Linked DNA regions of Mus musculus: regions 2, 3 and 4 are each linked to region 1. Evidence: chromatin contacts called from public Hi-C, HiCAR-type and promoter capture Hi-C data. All regions are on one chromosome and are shown on one strand. Each heading gives the region's core, a stretch centred on a gene start, on an enhancer-like site or on the middle of the called end of the contact. The rest is flanking DNA. Distances are from core to core; before and after follow the strand shown. Region 1 holds the start of Ccdc50 (coiled-coil domain containing 50). Region 2 holds the start of 9030404E10Rik (RIKEN cDNA 9030404E10 gene). Region 3 holds the start of Atp13a4 (ATPase type 13A4). Region 4 holds the start of Opa1 (OPA1, mitochondrial dynamin like GTPase).

What was found. Promoter capture Hi-C pulls out the DNA fragments that hold promoters and counts their contacts. A called contact is a pair of places that touch in the nucleus more often than the background predicts. HiCAR-type assays count read pairs that join an accessible place to other places.
Region 2: a Hi-C map of B cells shows a contact between it and region 1, with 5 read pairs. The contact joins the promoter of 9030404E10Rik here to the promoter of Ccdc50 in region 1.
Region 3: a HiCAR-type map of astrocytes shows a contact between it and region 1, with 7 times the contacts expected there. The contact joins the promoter of Atp13a4 here to the promoter of Ccdc50 in region 1.
Region 4: a promoter capture Hi-C map of liver shows a contact between it and region 1, with 3 times the contacts expected there. The contact joins the promoter of Opa1 here to the promoter of Ccdc50 in region 1. A contact is called at or near these places in 4 of 39 promoter capture datasets (the 3T3-L1 cell line, hippocampal neurons and liver) and 2 of 115 datasets of contacts at active chromatin or transcription factors (pro-B cells and stem cell-derived anterior neural progenitor cells).

Annotation. Positions count from the first base shown.
Region 1 is chr16:27,387,365-27,390,720 of GRCm38.p6, forward strand. Ccdc50 (coiled-coil domain containing 50) reads left to right here and starts at 1,592. Exons shown (of 11, transcript NM_026202.4): 1 at 1,592-1,773. The coding sequence starts at 1,725.
Region 2 is chr16:30,038,184-30,041,074 of GRCm38.p6, forward strand. It overlaps 9030404E10Rik (RIKEN cDNA 9030404E10 gene), which reads right to left and starts at 1,296. Exons shown (of 4, transcript NR_045878.1): 1 at 1,098-1,296; 2 at 304-444.
Region 3 is chr16:29,540,065-29,543,169 of GRCm38.p6, forward strand. It overlaps Atp13a4 (ATPase type 13A4), which reads right to left and starts at 1,419. Exons shown (of 30, transcript NM_001164612.1): 1 at 1,180-1,419. The coding sequence starts at 1,242.
Region 4 is chr16:29,577,467-29,580,657 of GRCm38.p6, forward strand. It overlaps Opa1 (OPA1, mitochondrial dynamin like GTPase), which reads left to right and starts at 1,868. Exons shown (of 29, transcript NM_133752.3): 1 at 1,868-2,105. The coding sequence starts at 2,074.

The DNA.
Region 1 (3,356 bases), core at 342-2,841:
GTGGAGAAGTAGAAAGAGAGAAGGAAAGAGAAGCAGAGATACTGTCATTATAAATGCTCTCTATAACTATAGGACAATTTAAAAAACAGGTCCATATATGGCAGGACATTTATAAATACCCCTAAAGCCACTTTGCTATACCTTCCTTCTTCACACTTTGTTTATGGAGTGCTCTCTATCTCTGACAGGGCTGTGCAAAATTTTCTTGTAAGGGTTTGATAGTACTTTAGATTTTGGGCTTAAAAGGCAAAATTTAAATGACTCATATTAAAAATAATTTAAAATGTAATATTTAAACAAATACAGTCACGGGGTTTCAGCGGGCTGGGTTTGGCCTGTGGGTAGCAGCTTGCCAACTTCTGATCTAATTTTTGCTCTCATTTACATCTTAGTTTTTGCTAACCAATTTTAGTGTCAAGTTAAAAATCATACCACTTCCTCCTGACCTCTCACACTAGGAGTCTGAGCTGAGATGGGAAGCCAGTTTAAGCCAGTGGCTGAAGTGACACGTTGAACTTTGACAAGATGTTGGGCTGACATTCCAGAGTTCAATGATCCTGCCAACAAGCTTAACTCTGAGGAGGAACTGTGCTTTGCTACTGTGTTTCCATCAGAAACTGCCCTCTTCTCCGCCTTCTCCTATCTTTGCTTATCTTCAGTTTAGTTTCATTGTCTGCTAGTGAGAGTGGCCGCCCACTCAGGAAACAGATACTAATTTGCTACTCTACCCTTTATGTAGCAAGCCTAGGGAGGTATTCTGCTCCACCGGTTTTGATCTCACACCCATTCTTTGATAAATATGCATGGTTTGTGGACTAATGGACTGAAAGATAAGATTAGTGAAAACCCAGTTTAGGACTGGAATGTTTCCTTTAGGGGAAGAGACAGTTCCTAAAGGAGCATGAATCTGTACTGATCCATAGGATGAAACGCGAAAAGTCGCTCATTTCAGAGAAACACAAATGTCAGAATTATAGACCAGTGAGTGGCATGCTGGAAGGGGAAGCCCATACAAGTCTCTGTCACAATCCCTCCACCCCCGAAACTGAACATCCGATCTGGTAGACATTTATAGTTTTTTGTTGATTGAGTGACTCAGTTCTCCCTGCTGGTTGTGAATATTCCGTTTCCAGAAGGGCCCAGAATTTAATTCAGTGTCTTGTATTCTGGTTTCTTTAAAAACAAAAAAACAAAACAAAAAAAGAAATATAAAGCACACACACACACACACACACACACACACACACACACACACATGTATGTATGTATGTATGTATGTATGTATGTATGTATGTATGTTTGTAAGTATGTATGTATATGCCCACTAATCCCAGATATAAGGATTTGTGGTGCCTGGCACTCAATAAGCACTTTACACAAGTCTTAAATCTCAGAGTGGAGCGCAGATAGGCTCTGTCCCGGCGGCGCCTAGCTGGCAGGTGCAGCCTTGGGGTCCCGGCCTTCAGGCCGCAGAGCTGTGGCCTGGGCTGGGCGCGGCAGGCACATAGGCGAGGGGAGGCGGTCTGGCTCGCACGCCTCTGCGTGCGGTGCAGCCTTGCAGCCCCCGCCCCCCGCCGCCGCCGCCGCCGCCTTTCTGGCACCTCTCTCCCTCCGTACTGGACTCCGGTGCATTTCCGGCCCGGGAGAGTCCGGCGTCCACCCGGGCCAGCCCGCGGGGTGGGCGTGCGCCGTGATCTCCGCGCGCCCGAGGCCCAGCGGCCGCCATGGCCGACGTGAGTGTAGATCAGTCCAAGTTGCCGGGCGTGAAGGAAGGTAGGTCGGGACTCGCGGGCTCCGGGGAGCCGGGCTGCGCGGGGCACGCGGCGCGGGGCGGGCTAGGAGCGCCGCGGGCTGGCTCGGTCCGCCAGCGGCTGCGGGAGGCCCTCGCCTGGCCGCGCGGCCTTGTTCTGCCCTGTGGACGCTTGATGTAGAAATCCCAGCCCTTCCAGGCTGGCCCAGGCCAGGGGGTGGCGTTCCGAGTGGAGTGGAGCCTTTGTTTTGAAACATGACCCTCTCCCTCCTCTTCTCCTTCTGTTCCTCTCTTCTCCCTCCTTCTTTTCTTTTCTATCCTCTACCTCCCTCCTCCTTTCTTTCCCTCCTCTCTCCCTTCCTCCCTTCTCCCACTTCTTCTTCCTAGTCTAGTGTCTGGCTGGCTCTTAGCTTCAAAAATGTTGAAAATCTTAGGGTTGGCATTGCTTTGAATGGTGGACCTCAAGCCCCTATAAAGATGATCTCCCCACTTCCATTTTAATAAAGACCAGGCTGGAGTGGGTGGGAGCTTGTGATCCTGTTACCCCCGTTGCCCCCCATGGCTGCTATATTGAAGTCCAGGAAAATAAGATTGACTAGTACTGGCCAGGCCTAGCTTACTTCATCTCTCCTCCCCTCCCCGGGGCCTAGCATTTTTATTGTTTTGGTTACTGGCTCATCTTCTTGTCACTCTGTCTTTCCCTTCTTGGGAAGCACTGGACTTCCATTATGACAACACCTAGAACGTTCAAGAGTGCTCTCTCTTAAAGCCATAAGTTCTGAGGGGGGTGGGGGGGGGGTCTTTGTTGTGGATCTCTTTTGTTTCACCAGAGATCTGTGGCCAACACGGTCTGGGACTGGGATGTGTGTGTTGTGTAAGTGAAGGAGTTTTTCCTTTCTTGAGACTTTAGGCTTCATTGCCAATTTCAAGTGACTCAGATGGTCTCGCTCTGGCCAATTTGGAAATCCCAAGACAATTAGTGACTACTTGGCTGCATCTGTCCTAGGGTTTCAGAGAAGCACCGTGGCTAGGAGTCAATGATTTTATGTTTAAATTGTAGTAGGTTTGGATCTACTCCATTGTTTCTAAAGAGTAATAATGCCTTCAGGCTGAGCTTTTGGTCTTGGTATTTTTCCATCGTTTCTGTCCCTAACTTGACTTTGGTTATTACAGTTTTTAGTTAATGGAGTCTAAGGAGCCACTGGGAAGACATATCGGTTCTTCACCTGGAGGCCAGCTGTAGAGCTCCCCTCTTGCTTTTGGATATGGGTTTTGTGCGCAAAGGTGTTGGTTTTGTCTGAAGACAAAGTGCTCCCTTGGTAGTACTTTCATTGATGGTGGGTGTTGCTGATACTGGAGTTCAAACAAAACCTGACCTGAGGTGCAAAGCTTCAGTGTTGAGGTGCTGTGACTTCCCCAGCCTTCCACCTGTGCTAGTGACCTGGAAAGAACTTTTTTGTGTACGCTTTGAAACCCTGAGGTCTTTTCATTTTTTTTTTTTTTTTAACCGAGACATGCCTAACTTGTGCTAATATCTTATTTCTCAAGGAGTTCCCCACTTTCCATCTAGGCCTGCAAGAGTCTTTTTCACCCCCCAGCTCTACAA
Region 2 (2,891 bases), core at 46-2,545, 2.7 Mb after region 1:
CCTAACAGGTGTCTGAGGAAAAAGAAAATGCTGGATTAGTTGGGGTATGTGGTTGCAGCTGGACCCTTTGGGACTGTAGCAAAGACAGGTGGACAGTAGTATGCTGATTTTACTGAAGGGGGAAACATGATCAGAAAGACTAAAATGACCTTTCCATGGCATCCATCCTTCTGACCTCAGTCCAGACGCATCCTGATTGTACTGCGATGCATGCTGGGAGATTCAGAGGGGAAGGCTCCAGGTCTTATCCTCAGAAAGATGCGGAGTGCAAAGCATGGGCAACCAGGGTCTACAAACACAAACCTGAATAGGAGAGGAGCCAGGAGTCCAGAGGTGAGCGAGCGTATGGCAGCCACCTCTCACAGAAAACTCGGCCGTGTCTTTCTTTTCTACCTATGGCCCAATTAGACTGGAGATGGGGGTCGTCTTTGATCAGCCTAGTCCCTTTAAAAGAAAGCAGGGAAAACGGTGGCTTTAGGATTTTTCTTTAAAGCCCTGAACCTCTTCAGTGGAAAGTGCTGCCCTTCCGACCTGTTGATGTAATTGCCGTAATTGAAGATTCCAGACCCCATGTGGGTGGACAGGGCCCCATTCATCCATCAGGTCAGCGAAGTGTAAACCTGCTGAGTCCTTCAGATGCCCTGGCCGCAGCCTCCCCCTCCTGCGCCCTCCTGTGCCCTCCTGCCCCCTCCTGCCCCCTCCTGCCCCCACGGACTAGGCTCCCCACAATGCCAGAGCAGCCGGGCCCAGGCTGGTTCCTCTCTAGATGTGGGAACAGTGCCTAATTAAGGGGTTTGTTCTCATCTCCATGGGGCCATCTTAACGCCTCCTGACAGTAATGAGAGACACACACACACACACACACACACACACGTGTGGAGCTGGGGGGGGCGGGGAGGGGGGGGAGAGGGAAGGATGGCTTCCCTGCCACCTTAGCACCCTGTTAAACAGCAAGCCTAACACACACACACACACACACACACACACACACACACACACACTGCAGTTCTGCAGTAATCACCATCAAACCTTTATAGCTACAAGGAGTCCTCTCCAGTTCTGAAAGAGGAAGGAGCCAGGGAGAAGAAATAACTTACCCAGAGGGCGCATAGCAAGTCACTGTCACTGGGTCCCAGGTGTTCTGCTGCACCTCACAGCACTGACTTCCTCATGGAGGGAGGGGCTCTGCACTGCAGTCCCAGGAGAGCCCATTAGAGGGTGGGGGAGGAGCAGACAGGCTCATTCTCTAGAGCCACCTTGTCAGAGGGCCATGCCCGTGTCAAAGCAGAATGGCCCTCCGTGGGCTGGTTCTGCAAAGGCACGTGACAAAACCAACCTCAGAATGGGCCACTCCCTGCAGCCGCGGGCCTCGCCTCATCCTCCTGCATCTTCTTTGCATTCCTGTCTAGCTTCCTACTCCTTCCCCTTTTCTCACAACCCCTTATTCTGACAGCCCACCCGCACCTAAACAAGTAGGGTTCTTTGCTTTGTTTTGTTTTTTTAGCTCTCGGCTTCTCCACTACGGTGTGCCCTCCAGCCAGCAGCACACACAATTTGCTCTCAGTTAACAGACATCCAGTATGATAAAAGTCTAGCTGATGCTCTCTCCAACCAATTCAAAGTCACATTAGTCCATTTTTCTGAACACAGTTCTTACAGAGAAGGCCGAGGGAAGACCTGTGTTCCAGGTAGGACAGACATGCTGAAATTAACATGGGCTAAATTTCAGATCGCCTGGCCTGCTAAAGACAGTGAGTCAGGTACAATGCCACTCTCCTGTGGTCCCAGCCATCCAGAAGGCCCTTCACAACTCTGTAGAGAGGACACTTGAGCTCCCTAGTGCATACCAGAGGAAGACTGGAATGAATTTCTCCCAGCTTTCTCCCCTTGAGAGTGGATTGTATTTACCCCACCACCACCACCCCCCTCCACCCCCCACCCTGCTGACTAAGGGGCTCTGGGAAGCAGTCACTGCCCTTGGTTCCTCTGGTGTCACCAGAATGGAGTGGTTCCTTATTGTCTGTTCCCTAGTGGATTCCTGGAATAAGTCACCTGCTCAGGGACTTGTCCCTCACTGGCCCTTCACTTCCACCACCAATCAGAATGGTCTCTTGCTGGTTGCTATTCACCAGGGTTTCTAGAAGCAGCCCTCTAATTCTATGTGTGCAGTTGTTTGAATAGGGAGACTCACAACTGCTGGGCAGAAGATCAGAGGCCTAAGACTCCTATGATACATGGGGGACACTGCACTCCCCGACTCAGCCGTTATTTGGAAGTTTGCTTTGTGATAGGTGAAGCCCACTCTCAGTCACTGTAATGAAGAACAGTAGCTATGGGATTCCTCGATTCCACAAGGCCAGGCAAGGCATGCGCCTCTGATGCTAAAGTGCAAATACGGCCAAAATGAAAAAGAGCAGCATCCCAGAACAGAACCAGTGACAGTTTAACAGCCAGAGCAGAACTCTCTGTACGTGGCCGGTTTCTGCAACAGCTTGTAATGGGCTGAGTACTGTGCCATCCACTGTGCGGGTACAGGACTGTGACTGTTCAGTGAGAGAGCCAGGATTTAGCATGTGTGAGGCCTTGGGTTTGCCCCCCCAACACAGAAAGGAAAGACCTGTGGCTTTCTGTTGACCCAATCAGATATTAAAAGTCTTAATTTGTTATTTCAACTGTGTTTAAAGAAATAATGGCGCCGGGCAGTGATGGCGCACGCCTTTAATCCCAGCACTTTGGAGGCAGAGGCAGGAGGATTTCTGAGTTCGAGGCCAGCCTGGTCTAGAGCGTGAGTGCCAGGACAGCCAGGGCTACACAGACAAACCCTGTCTCGAAAAAACAAAAAAGAAAAAAAAAAGAACGAAAGAAAGAAAGAAAGAAAGAAAGAAAGAAAG
Region 3 (3,105 bases), core at 169-2,668, 2.2 Mb after region 1:
TCAACATTAGGACCCAACTTCAGTCTCTCAAGGAAATACTTAGGAAGCATGAGTCAACATGAGGCCAGGAAGTCATTTGTGGTGACATTTGGTTAGAGTCTTGAAAGCAACTGTTATTGATAGTTACATCTGAAAGAAGGAAAGACAAGGTTAAGAAAGCCAGCTGAATTAAGGCACCCATTAGTCCTTTATAATATTTTTTTCCAGAGCTTTGATAGATGGGATCTATTCCAGAATGTCAAAAAGAAAAAAAAAAAGTTGTTGCTATAGAAACAGGTAAGCAGATTAAACTTGAAAGACCAGTTTTAGAACAAAGAATTTAATAGTCAGGACTTGAGCAATTAACCAAGAAAACATTTCAAGTAAATATCTTTCGGGTTTGTTATTTGTATATTAATTCGAGGAAGGTAAAATGCTATTATAGAGAGAGCTTCACACTCTCACATTTTAATTGCATCATTACTGGCATAAGGCTATGCTTACACAATTAGCACAAAGACCTTATTACACAGAACTGCACATCTCTGACTCTCTCTTGATTACATTGTAATTGAGAAATATCACTTTGGATTCACCAAGAACAGACTCATCTTTGGTTTTCTTACAGAGCTCAAGATTCCGGGGAACGTCTCAAATGAAACAGATGATGAAGCTCGCAGTTTTCTGCAACCAGTCCCTACAGCAGTGACTCTTTTGATGAAATGAAATGAGTGGAGGCTGATAATTGTTAATATTTGTGTTATGTGTCTTCCCTTCTGAGCAGTCCCAACAAGATTGTGAGAAGCAAAGACCCAGCATGCAGCTGCCTTGACTTTCGCGTTCAGTTCTTCCACCCAGAGAAAACTCTAGTCTTCTCACAGACCTGTTGAAATGGGAGTTATGGACATAACTTCCCATACAGTCAGAGACTCAAAACTTAATCACCAGACAACTCTGTGTTCCTCTCCCCTTCTGTCTTACTTCCAATGAAAACAATCTTGATGAAAATGAATACAATGTGTTCATTCTACCAAATTCATGCTGTCAGGAGTTACATTCACGGGACAGGAAGGTTGCTTGAATATTATCTCTTCTTATATAATTCCAGAGTCAACATTCAATGAAGTATGGGAATGAGTTCACGCGTGTGTGTGTGCGAAGCTAGGGAAAGGAGATGAGAAGAAGGGGCTGGGAACTTACCATCTCATTCTCGTCCCCTTCATTGAGTAAAGCATGCTGGCTCTTCTCAAGGTGGTCACCCATGGAAACACGCTCCACTCCTGCTCCCTGACCCTTGTGTGCAGCCGCTTTCAGGACCCACTCCAGAGACGCCTCCGGACCGCTGGATGAAAGAGTTAATGATCTTCCAGGTTAAAAACTCCTTGAGCACACACCTTCTTTCAGCAAATGACAATATTTAGCGAAGTGGACTCCTCCCCCGGGGCACTTTGTGCCAGGAGGAATTTCTGGCTGCTCCTTGCTTCTGCATTCTCTCAAAGCAGCTGTCTCAGAGGAAGCCGCTCCCATGCCGATCTTTTTGTACCCAACTTACAGGGGAAAACACTCTTTGCCTGCCCACAGCCTGCCAGCGTAAGGCATCTGACTGCAAATCCAGCAAGACAATGCGGTGTTGGCAGGACCCTCTGCAGAAGCGGGCTCAAGAACTCCCAGGTCGCTGTTTTATTCCCAGAAGCTGGGGAAACAGGACAAACAGAGCTAGGATTTTCATTTGCTTAGTTGGAGTCCCCAGTCCATAGGGTTTTAGTACAGGTCTCATTCGTTTTGTTTACAAATGATACAGATTATTCATAATCCACCTCGACAGATATTTATAATCTCATTTGCTTTTTCCACACACAAAGTATTCTACTTAATGTGTGCATAGAATTAGGCTTGCTATTCTTGAAAAAACGTATACTAAAGCCATAGAAGTATAATCAACCTATTCCAGGCTTCTTTTTTAGCTCAAATGTTCGTGAATAAACACTTACAATTGCCCAGAAACAAAATATTTAAGTGAACAAACAAAAAAAAAAAATTGGGGAAGGGGACATTTGTTTGATTTTTTTATTTTATGTATATAGATGTTCTGCCTGTATGTATGTCTATGCACCGTGTGTGCCCGGTGCCCAGTGCCCGGTGCCCGGTGCCCGGTGCCCGGTGCCCTCAGCAGACAGAAGATCCTGTAGAACTGTAATTATAGATGGTGCATGTGAGCCACCATTTGTGTGCTGGGAATCAAACCCAGGTTTTCTGGAGAAACAGCAAGTGCTCTTAACCACTGAGCCATCTCCCCAGCCTCTCAAATTCAAGGTTGTTGTTTGTTTTTTTTTAATTTACACACAAGTTGTGCAAAAATTAGTTTTATCATAGAAAGATAAAATGACAAAGTCACAATTGTTATTCTGGGGCTGATGTAAGGACTCAAATACATAATAAGTCTACTAGGAGGTGCACTTTTATCCTGCAAGCTGGTCTGAGATAACTGTGGGGAGTCCCTGTGTAGAGAAGCAGAAGTGGAGAACTCTCAGCCACGCGTCTCTGAGCCAGTCTTGTTGTATAGTCGTTGATCTACAAGAGCTGACTTTGGCTTGCCCGGAAATACCTGGAAGGACCATTGAGGGAGGGAGTGTGGAGCTGGGAAGGTGTGCTGACAGCACTAACCAAGGGCTCTCACCATGTTTAAACGTTGGTTTTAGCCTCAGTCGGCACACTGGTTAAGGACACGTACTTCAAAGTTGGAGGACTTGGCTTCGAATTTGGGTTTGACCAAGTGTCATCTTTGCGACCTTGTGATACAGCAGGCTACATAGTATCCAATGACCTCTATCTGCTTACATGTTATGTAAGAAAAATGACACTAAAATCTCCCTTGGAGCTATGTTTTGAGGAACAGTGCCCGGGAAGATAGATGTTCAGTATAGGGTAGTGACTGTCCACACACTGTCCCTTCCAGCTAAGTGAAGAGATGGCACTGATCTGACCAGCTTAACACAAGTAACCCAGAGAGATTGAGATTGAGATTGTGAAAAAAAGAACACACACATACATACATACACACACACACCAGAGAGATGGAGGAGGGAGGGAGAGAGAAAGAGAGAGGTCTTGAGCAAATGACAAAAA
Region 4 (3,191 bases), core at 618-3,117, 2.2 Mb after region 1:
CTCAATGTACATAGCGTGAAGTGGATGTCATATAAACCCATTATAACTTGAAAGTCTCACTTGAGGCACACCCATATCCCAAACTTCCTACCTCAGTCTAGCCCTCTAACCTTAAACATGCTTACAACAGATACATTAGCAGTCAAGTGGCCTATTTTATATGGGATTGAGTAAATCACCCTTATTAGATAATATATTAAATATAGAAAACAGGCTGGTTGAAACAAGTATTGGATGCATGGCTTCTATTGAATTTTCTTCTTCACATTTCTTTGACAGCATTGTGAAGTTAAAACAAAACAAAAACCTAGATTAAAGCCATTTCAAATTAGGGCAATCTATTTCAGATATTATTCTCTATTTGGATACTGAGAGCTCATAGGTTTTGTGACTAGTGTGAATGTAATTCACTTAATTAGCTACTATCTAGAGACTTTCATGCTAACTCTATTTTGCTATCTAATACAATGGTAGACATAAGTTACACATAGTCCCAGCCTAGAAGTGGAATTATAAAGCAAGGGCTTTGTAAACTGCAAAGACACATTACACATGGAAGCAGCCGTCACTTACTTCTCCCTTTTGTGTTTTCCAACAAGAATTAGGAAGCAACAATAACAAATGCATTTTTTATTCAATACTAGAAAAAGTTGGGGTTTAAACTGGTTTCTAGTTTGGTTTATACTGGTTAGGCTTTATAGAAGGTTTCTATCTACAGCTATCATTGAGACAGTCATCACAGTAAATATATTCCTCAAGTCCTGCAATCAGAACGTTTACTGTCAGACAGTTGCGTTTATATACTTGCCACTATTGTGACTAGATGGATTCTGATTTATGGTTTTGATAATTAGATAAAAAGCAATTTATTTGGGGTGCTGGTGGTGGTGTGTATTTCATGTGCGTGTGTGAGAGAGAGAGACTGACAGAGACAGGGGAAGGGAGACGAGTGAAAGGAATGTATCCTTGAAGTGAAATAAAGTACAAGACTATCTGATTTTTTCCAATAACACCATTAATCGACTTCACAATCTTTCACTGGCAATATTCCTGTTTTGAGTCCCTGTTCTCTTTAAAAAAATACAAAAATGGTTGAAGATGGAGAAGATACTTGGATTGATACAAATAATTTAGATTATTAAGGAGAAAATGTAGCCAGAAAAAGGAAGGAACTCAAAAGGCCCAAAACCTAACTGGAACTTTTGAATATTAAATAATAGTTGGGAGAAGCAGGTAGCTAGGAGACTAGACATCAACTACGTCCGAAGAGGGGTTGATAGGGAGGAGTGGGGAGGGATAGGTTACAAGGAGAAGGAAGAATGAATCTGACGTCTTGAAAATCAAAAGAAAACTAAGAAGAGAACTTAGGCAGATACTACTAAGGAGCCATTACTGGAGAGATGGCGCTGTTAAGAGACTTTGACAAGGGCCATTTCAATAAAATGGGTGCCATTAAAATTCAGGTGAAAGCCAACAAAGGGGGGAATGAAAAAACAAAACAAAACAAAAACATTTGTGTCTTAATAAAACTGTATGTGTTTATCCCAAACCTACAGCTTAAATGTCAGAAGTCACTTTCCAATCAGATCTCGGACTTTCTAAGGTGTCTCGCATACTCGATCTTCTGGCTATATGATTCAGCTACGAAAATGATCTTTAAAAGATTTCCTTAAATTGGCTGCTCCTAATAAACATTCGTCCAGTGGATTTCCTGCACCCAGCCCGCCCAGTTCATTTTCAAAATTCCTACACTTTGAGGGCGGAGCCAAGAAGAGGAGCACTACACAGGTCCCGCCCAGTGGCTCCCCGCGCATGCGCATGTCATCCGCGGCCCGTTTGTGCAGCCTGCCTAGCGTTCCTGTGGGTGGTTATTTCGGAGACGGACTGACTACGGGAGCCCAGCCGGCTCTTGCGGAAGTCCATGCGCCATTGGGAGGGACTCGGTGGCTGCTCTATGCCCTTGTTGCTGAGGGCCTCTTCCTGGGTCATTGTCGGAGCAGGAATCGGACTGGGGCCGACACGGGGTTCCCCCCGTGGCCGTCTCAGCGCCTGTGTGTGGTCTGCTCTGGCGGGATGTGGCGAGCAGGTCGGGCGGCCGTGGCCTGGTAAGTGCGGCCTGCGACCTGGCCCCGTTATGTCAGGTTCTGGGCCATTTGGACAGCAGGGTTGACCCATCACTACTTCCCGAATGTGCAGGTGACTGACCCTCAGGCCGGGCCGAGGCTCTTAAAAAAATTCTCGCGAATGTTTGAATACCCAAAGGAGTGACGGGAGTTGGCCGGTGACCATTCCTTGTTCAACATGAAGATTTTTGCTGCCTTGGCCCATCGTTCCTGTCCCTGTCCTTGTGATCTCCCTGCTATCTGTCTCTAGTTGTTGCTTTTATTGTTGCTATTCTGGCCTGGCCTAGCTCTGTCCTTGTATCTCTGTGCGTGTCATTTAACTGCCTTCTTGCAGCCATACGCCATGCCACAGCGCACACTTTGCTCTTGCAGCTACTTGGTAGCACTTGCAGCAGCATACTTGAAAGTATGTCCTTTCATAATACGCGGGAAAGGGCTCTCTGCCCGTTTACCTGACCCTCTGACTGGAGTCAAATTTAGAGTGGTGTTGTGCATGATATCAGGCGGTGTTTAAGAGATGCCCCGTCAGAGATCTTGTTCAGTGTTGAGGTCCACTTCGATGCACTTCTCCAGTCTCGCTGCGGATGTTGCTGTAGTCTTGTTTTAAAGTAGAAAACCTCAAAGTAGTTTTATTTCTATGAATTGCTATATGCATTTACTGATACTAAATTTGATGTTATCTATATAAGTTGTTCCAATAACCCCCAAGCTTAGCACATTGTTTCAGACATTTGATTACAGGAAGTAGTGTACACCAAGGTTTCCACCCATCTCTACAGCCCCTAGAACTTTTGTTTGTTTGTTTGTTTTTGTTTTTGTTTTTCGAGACAGGGTTTCTCTGTATCACCCTGGCTCTCCTGGAACTCACTCTGTAGACCAGGCTGGCCTCGAACTCAAATCCACCTGCCTCTGCCTCCCGAGTGCTGGGATTGAAGGCTTGGGCTACCACGCCGGGCTAGAACTTTTAAAAATATGTTTGTATCTCTTTCACCAGCATGTATATCTGTGTGCCACTTCTGTGTCTGCTGCCCACAGAGGACAGAGAACAGCATTCAGTCACCTGGGACT